Linked DNA regions of Sus scrofa: region 2 is linked to region 1. The links are chromatin contacts, called in public Hi-C maps. All regions are on one chromosome and are shown on one strand. Each heading gives the region's core, a stretch centred on a gene start, on an enhancer-like site or on the middle of the called end of the contact. The rest is flanking DNA. Distances are from core to core; before and after follow the strand shown. Region 1 overlaps SLC28A1 (solute carrier family 28 member 1). Region 2 overlaps ALPK3 (alpha-protein kinase 3).

The links. Hi-C and Micro-C count contacts between places; a contact is called where the count stands out from the background.
Region 2: a contact with region 1 is called in a Hi-C map of alveolar macrophages, with 2.3 times the contacts expected there. The contact joins two enhancer-like sites. A contact is called at or near these places in 1 of 5 promoter capture datasets (liver), 17 of 47 Hi-C or Micro-C datasets (alveolar macrophages, embryonic fibroblasts, fetal heart ventricle and 9 more) and 2 of 2 datasets of contacts at active chromatin or transcription factors (alveolar macrophages and skeletal muscle).

The regions. Positions count from the first base shown.
Region 1 is chr7:52,611,711-52,614,586 of Sscrofa11.1, forward strand. It overlaps SLC28A1 (solute carrier family 28 member 1), which reads right to left. Exons shown (of 18, transcript NM_214112.1): 13 at 1,614-1,782; 14 at 1,307-1,504. Among named protein-coding and RNA genes, the nearest start is that of SLC28A1, 40 kb to the right of the region's middle. Within about 2 kb of position 1,486, at least 4 of the 83 cell types and tissues checked have an H3K27ac peak or open chromatin away from gene starts, as enhancers often do. A contact at or near this core is called in alveolar macrophages, where this site is marked.
Region 2 is chr7:52,687,155-52,690,030 of Sscrofa11.1, forward strand. The region is part of intron 5 of ALPK3 (alpha-protein kinase 3); the gene reads right to left. Among named protein-coding and RNA genes, the nearest start is that of ALPK3, 30 kb to the right of the region's middle. Within about 2 kb of position 1,462, at least 2 of the 83 cell types and tissues checked have an H3K27ac peak or open chromatin away from gene starts, as enhancers often do. A contact at or near this core is called in alveolar macrophages, where this site is marked.

The DNA of each region.
Region 1 (2,876 bases), core at 236-2,735:
AAGGGAATAAAGTTCATTTTCAAAGATCCTGAAGGCACATACCACCCACTGTCTCTAGAGGAGAGAGGGACACTGGAGCTAAGCATGACAAGTTGGGGGAAATCTGGGCTTTTTACTCTACACAGGAAAAACAAATTAAAACAATGGGTTATTATTTGCACATTAAAGTGGAAAAGGTGTTTTTGTTTTTTTATAAGAGGCTACTCAGTTCTGCTCAGTGAGTGGTGAAATCAGGGCTCACAGGCGCAGCTGGGGTGGGTTCAGTTGCTATAACCCTTTGGGAAAGTTACTGGCAGCAACCGCATGAGAACTCACGCCATGTGACTCAGTCATCCCACATCTGGGAAAGCTCCCGAGGAAATGATCCGAGAGGAGGGAAAAGTTCTAGGCAAAAAGCTATTCATTTCAGCGTTGTGTATAATAGCCAAATAATGGAATTATATTATCTTTATATTCATTGGAATTACAATTACTTATAGATTATAATAGCTGCTATTTGGGAATGATGAGATGGTAATTTTTTTCTTTCTCAATCATGTTATATACAGCTGTGGGTTTTTTTTAGAGAATTGTATTTTAGAAAGTTTTTGGAGTAGTTTTTTTTCAAGTCTTTTTTTTTTTTTTTTTTTTTTGCTTTTTCAGGGCTGCACCTGTAGCATATGGAAGTTCCCAGGCTAGGGGTCAAATCAGAGCTGTCACTGCTGGCCTATACCAGAGCCACAGCAATGAGTGATCCAAGCTGCGTCTGCAACCTACACAGACCTGGCAATGCCAGATTCTTAACCCACTGAACAAGGTCAGGGATCGAACCCTTCGTCCTAGTGGATACTAGTTGGGTTCGTTAACTGCTGAGCCCAGTTAGCAGTTAATGGGAACTCCTTTAATAAGTCTTAACAGAACCAACCAACTCCTGAACTGAATCCAATATATTGCCAGGGAATGTGGTGGTGAGGTCTCCCTGTACCACTCTCTTAGCTCATTGGATGCTCACATCTGTTCTTTTGGGGTGAGCGTGGCAGGTACCACACCAGTTTTTCCAACAGAAGAGACAAGGTGGAGAGGCTGGCTCAAGGCCACACGGGATGGTGCCGGTCTATAGTTGGCGCTCAGACACCTCCAACAGGGCCCTTTCTTGCATCTCAATCTCCTAAGAGGCCTTGAGAAAAATGGCAGCAAAGCCTAAGGCTGTCTTGTTGCCCAGGGCTGTGGGATGTGGGAGGTGGAGTGCCACCTCAGTGTGTTTCAGCTGGGCCCAAGGGAGCAGCTATATCACACCCTGCCACAGGGAGGGGACGGGGACACTCACAGAGATCCACTGCTTCCTGGAGCCGACCCACTCCTCAGCCCCTGCGAGGCGGCGCTGCTTGTACCCGGAGAGCTCCTGATATGCCACAAACTCGTTCAGAAACAGCTTCATCCCCAGCAGCTCAGCCACCACTGGGCAGTCCTCCCAGGCCACACCCATCAAGAAGGCCACAGGCCGCAAGACGTAGGAGCAGATGAGCTGAGGCACAAGACAAGAAGAGCTGCTGGGACTGGACTTGGCAGGGGCTCTGCAGGTGTCCACCCACCATCAGCCACCAAGCAGGCCAAGTGGGCAGACGGAACTGTACCTGGAAGCTGAGCCCCTGGACATCCACCATGTCTCCCAGCCAGGAGAGGGCAGCATTGATGAAGGCTAGCACAGCCAGGAAGGCAATCAGGTTGGCTGCGATGTTGGTCACCACCCTCACGGACATGGCAGCCCCACTGCTAGCTGCTTCTAAGAGGTTCTGAGCATCTCTGTTGATGGGATCAAGAGCCATCGTGATTGGTCCATCCCCAAAGGAAGCAGAGCTCCCCATGCTAAAGTTTCAAAGAGGAACCTTGAACAGAGTGTTCCAGAGCCAGTGGTCCTTGTTTTTACACTGAGACAAGAGAGAGGAAGGGGCTAGTCCAAACGCTAGGGTAAGACCCAGATTCTGGGAGTTCCCTGGTGGCCTAGCTGGGCCTAAGTTGTCACTGCTGTGGCTCAGGTCACTGCTAAGGTGAGGGTTTGATCCCTGGCCCAGGTACTTCCACAGCTTCGGGCATGGCCAAAAAACAAATAAACAAAAAAAACAAAGACCCGGACTCATAGCACAGATGCTGCCCAGACAGAAACTGATAGCCACACATGAATTTTGAACATTTGAAAAGAGGCTAATCTGAATTGAGATGTGTTGCAAGGATACACACCAGATTTCAGAGGTTTAGTACGAAAAAATTAATGTGGGAGTTCCCATCATGGCTCAGCGGAAATGAATCCAACTAGGAACCATGAGGTTGCGGGTTCGATCCCTGGCCTCGCTCAGTGGGTTAAGGATCTGGCATTGCCATGAGCTATGGTGTAGGTCACAGACATAGCTTGAATCCCATGTTCCTGTGGCTGTGGCATAGGTTGGCAGCTGTAGTTCTGATGTGACCCCTAGCCTGGGAAACTCCATATGCCGCGAGTGTTGCCCTAAAAAGCAAAAAAAAAAAAATTATTATTATTAATAATAATATAATGTAAAATATCTTAATAATTTTATATTTATTACATATTAAAATGACAATATTTTGGGTATAGTGAGTCAAGAAAAACTTTTATCAAAATCACCTTTCTTTTTATTTTTTTCTTTTTATTTTTTTTGCTTTTTAGGGCCTCACTTGAGGCCTATGAAAGTTCCCAGGCTATGGGTCAAATCAGAGCTATAGCTGCTGGCCTATGACACAGCCACAGCAACGTGGCATACAAGCTGTGTCTGTGACCTACACCACAACTCACAGCAATGCCAGACTCTTCACCCACTAAGCAGCCAGCAATCGAACCCACGTCCTCATGAATACTAGTCGTGTTCATTACCACTGAGCCA
Region 2 (2,876 bases), core at 212-2,711, 75 kb after region 1:
ACATTTACATAAATTAACAACTTTAGCAGACAATGTTATAATCTGTTCTTTTTTTTTTTTTTTAGGGCCACACCCAAGGTATATGGACATTTCCAGGCTAGAGGTTGAATTGGAGCTACAGCTACCAGCCTATGTCACAGCCACAGCAATGCCAGATCCAAGCTGCATCTGAGACCTACACCACAGCTCATGGAAATGCCAGATCCATGACCCACTGAGCAACGCCAGGGATCAAACCCGCATCCTCACAGATACTAGTGGAATTCGTTTTCACTGCGCCACAACAGGAACTCCAATCTGTATTTTTTAACATTCAAACATACTTTAAAGAACTCAAGAGGAAAAGAATAATCTATTACATTTACCCAGATATTTACAAGTTTTTTTCTGGTTATCATTTCCCTTTTGTGTGAAAAAATCTACTTTAGCAATTCTTTTAGAACAGGATTGACAGCAATGTATTCTCTTAGTTTCCCTGTATCTTGGAATGTCCTTATATTACCTTCAATACTAAAAAATATGTGGGCTGAATGTAGAATTATAAATTGAAAAATCTTTTCTTTCAGCAGTTAAAAAATATTATTTCACTTCCTTTTTACCTCCATAGTTTCTGATGAGAAATCTATAGTCATTTGAGTTGCTGCTCCCCTATAGTGAACTGCTTTTTCCCTGACTATTTTCAAGATTTTATTGTTGCTGTCTTTAGTTCTCAGCAATTTGACTTTGCTGTTTTTTGGCATGGAATTCTTCTGTGAGTGTTTATTTGGGGTTTGCTGAACTTCCTATTCTGTAAGTTTTGTGTTTTATGCCAAATTTGGGGAGTTTTCAGTCATTATTTCTTTATATATTTTTTCTGCACCATAATTTCTCTTCTCCTTCTGGGTATCCAATGACATGATGGTATTAGACATTCTGATATTGCACCGCATCCCTCAGGCTCTGTTCACGTCTTCTCTTTGTTACTCAAATTGAATAATTTTGATTCATCAATCTTCAAGTGCACTAATTTTTCCTATCATCCTCATTCTGCCGTTGTGCCCACCTAGGAAGTCTTTTTATTTTAATTATTGTATTTTTCAGTTCTAAAATTAACATTTGATTCTTTATGTCTTGTATTTCTTTGCCAAGATTTCTATCTTTCCATTTATCTCCAGAGTGTTCACCTTACTTTTGGTCACTGCTTTAAAGCCAGATATTTCCACCATCTCTGCCATCTTGATATTGGTATTCTTTAACTGCCTTTTCCCAGACAAGCTGAGCTTTTCCTGATTTTCTCATATGCCAAGTAATGTTTACTATATCCTGGATATTTTGAATATGATGAGTTTCTTGTATAAATCCTATAGAGAACGTTAATACTTTTATCTTAGTAGACAATCTACTTGGTTGTGTTCAGGCTGCAAGTTCCATTCACCCTTCTAAGGTTGTAGTTGCAATGTTAGACAGATTTTCAGTCTTTGCAGTGCTGTTCAGCTATGTCCTGTATGTGTGCCACCCAGTGGCCAGTCTGGGACATGGATGATGGTCTCTTAGTTCTTTTCTCAAAGTTTTGATACAAGGTTCAGAACCAGAACCATGCATGAACAGTTTGGGAATAAGCCTAAGAATTTATAAAAGATTTATAAAGGGAGTTCCTTTGTGGCTCAGTGGGTTATGAACCTGACTAGTATCCATGAGGCTACAGGTTCAATCCCTGGCCTTGCTCAGTGGGTTAAGGATCCTGTGTTGCCACGTGCTGTGGTGTAGTTTGCAGACATGGCTCGGATCCCAAGTTGCTGTGGCTGTGGTGTAGGCTGGCAGCTGTAGCTCCAATTTGACCCCTAGTCTGGGAACTTCCCTATGCCATGGGTGTGGCCCTAAAAAGAAAAACAAAACAAAACAAGCTTATGAAGTCGCTTTCCCAAACTTCTTTCTTTCCATGATCTACCCTTTACTTTCTGGGTACCTAGAGTTCCCTTTTCCAGCCCTCTGTCCAGAGAGCTGGAGCTTCACTTACCCCTCTCTATCACATACCCTCACATACCTGTGTCCTATGCCAAGGAAGAAACTCAGGAGAGAAAAAAATCAACCTAGAGATTGATCTCACCCCTCACAGCTTCTCTGAATGGAGGGGAAGATTCTTCTACATTCTCCTCCCTCAAAATTTTAGACTGCTGTCACCTCTGCTACTGTTACTACCAGGAGATCCTTTTCCTATTCTTCAAGTCTAATCTAAAGGGCTTCTCCTGGGAGTTCCTTGGCCCAGTACAGTGGGTTAAAGGATCTGGTGTTGCCATAGCTGCAGTGTAGGTCGCAGCTGTGGCTTGGATTCAATCCCAGGCCCAGGAACTTCCATATGCCATGGGTATAGCTATTTAAAAAATATAAAAATAAAGGGCTCCTCCTGGAGCTCTCTGTTCCTATTGATGATAACCTCTGAGTTTCAGACTGCATTAAGACCAGGCCAGGAAATACTAGAAGGTTTTTTTTAAAAGTGGGAGCGGAGGAGTAAACACTGCCATATCAGTGGTACTTTGCATTCTAGACTTCTTCAATCTGTCAGCTACTATTTGCTTACCAAAGTCACCAGGTAGCTGCACCATGCCTTTTGCACAAGTGTTCCCTGCATTCAACGGGAAACAGATGGAGTAAACAGGGTGGAGTGTTTACTCCATCTCATCCAGAAATGGAACTACCAAAACCATAACAACTAACTTAATACTAGTTATTTTACCTTCTAGTTCTAGATTTCTAGTTGGCTAAATTTTAAGCCTTTGTCACTTTTTATAGCTTCCAGTTCTCTTCTGAAATTTTTAATCTTGTCTTTTTATTTTCTTGAATATAGGATTACAGTTTAGTTTTATAGTTATGTCTGATAATTCCAAAAGTTGTAATAT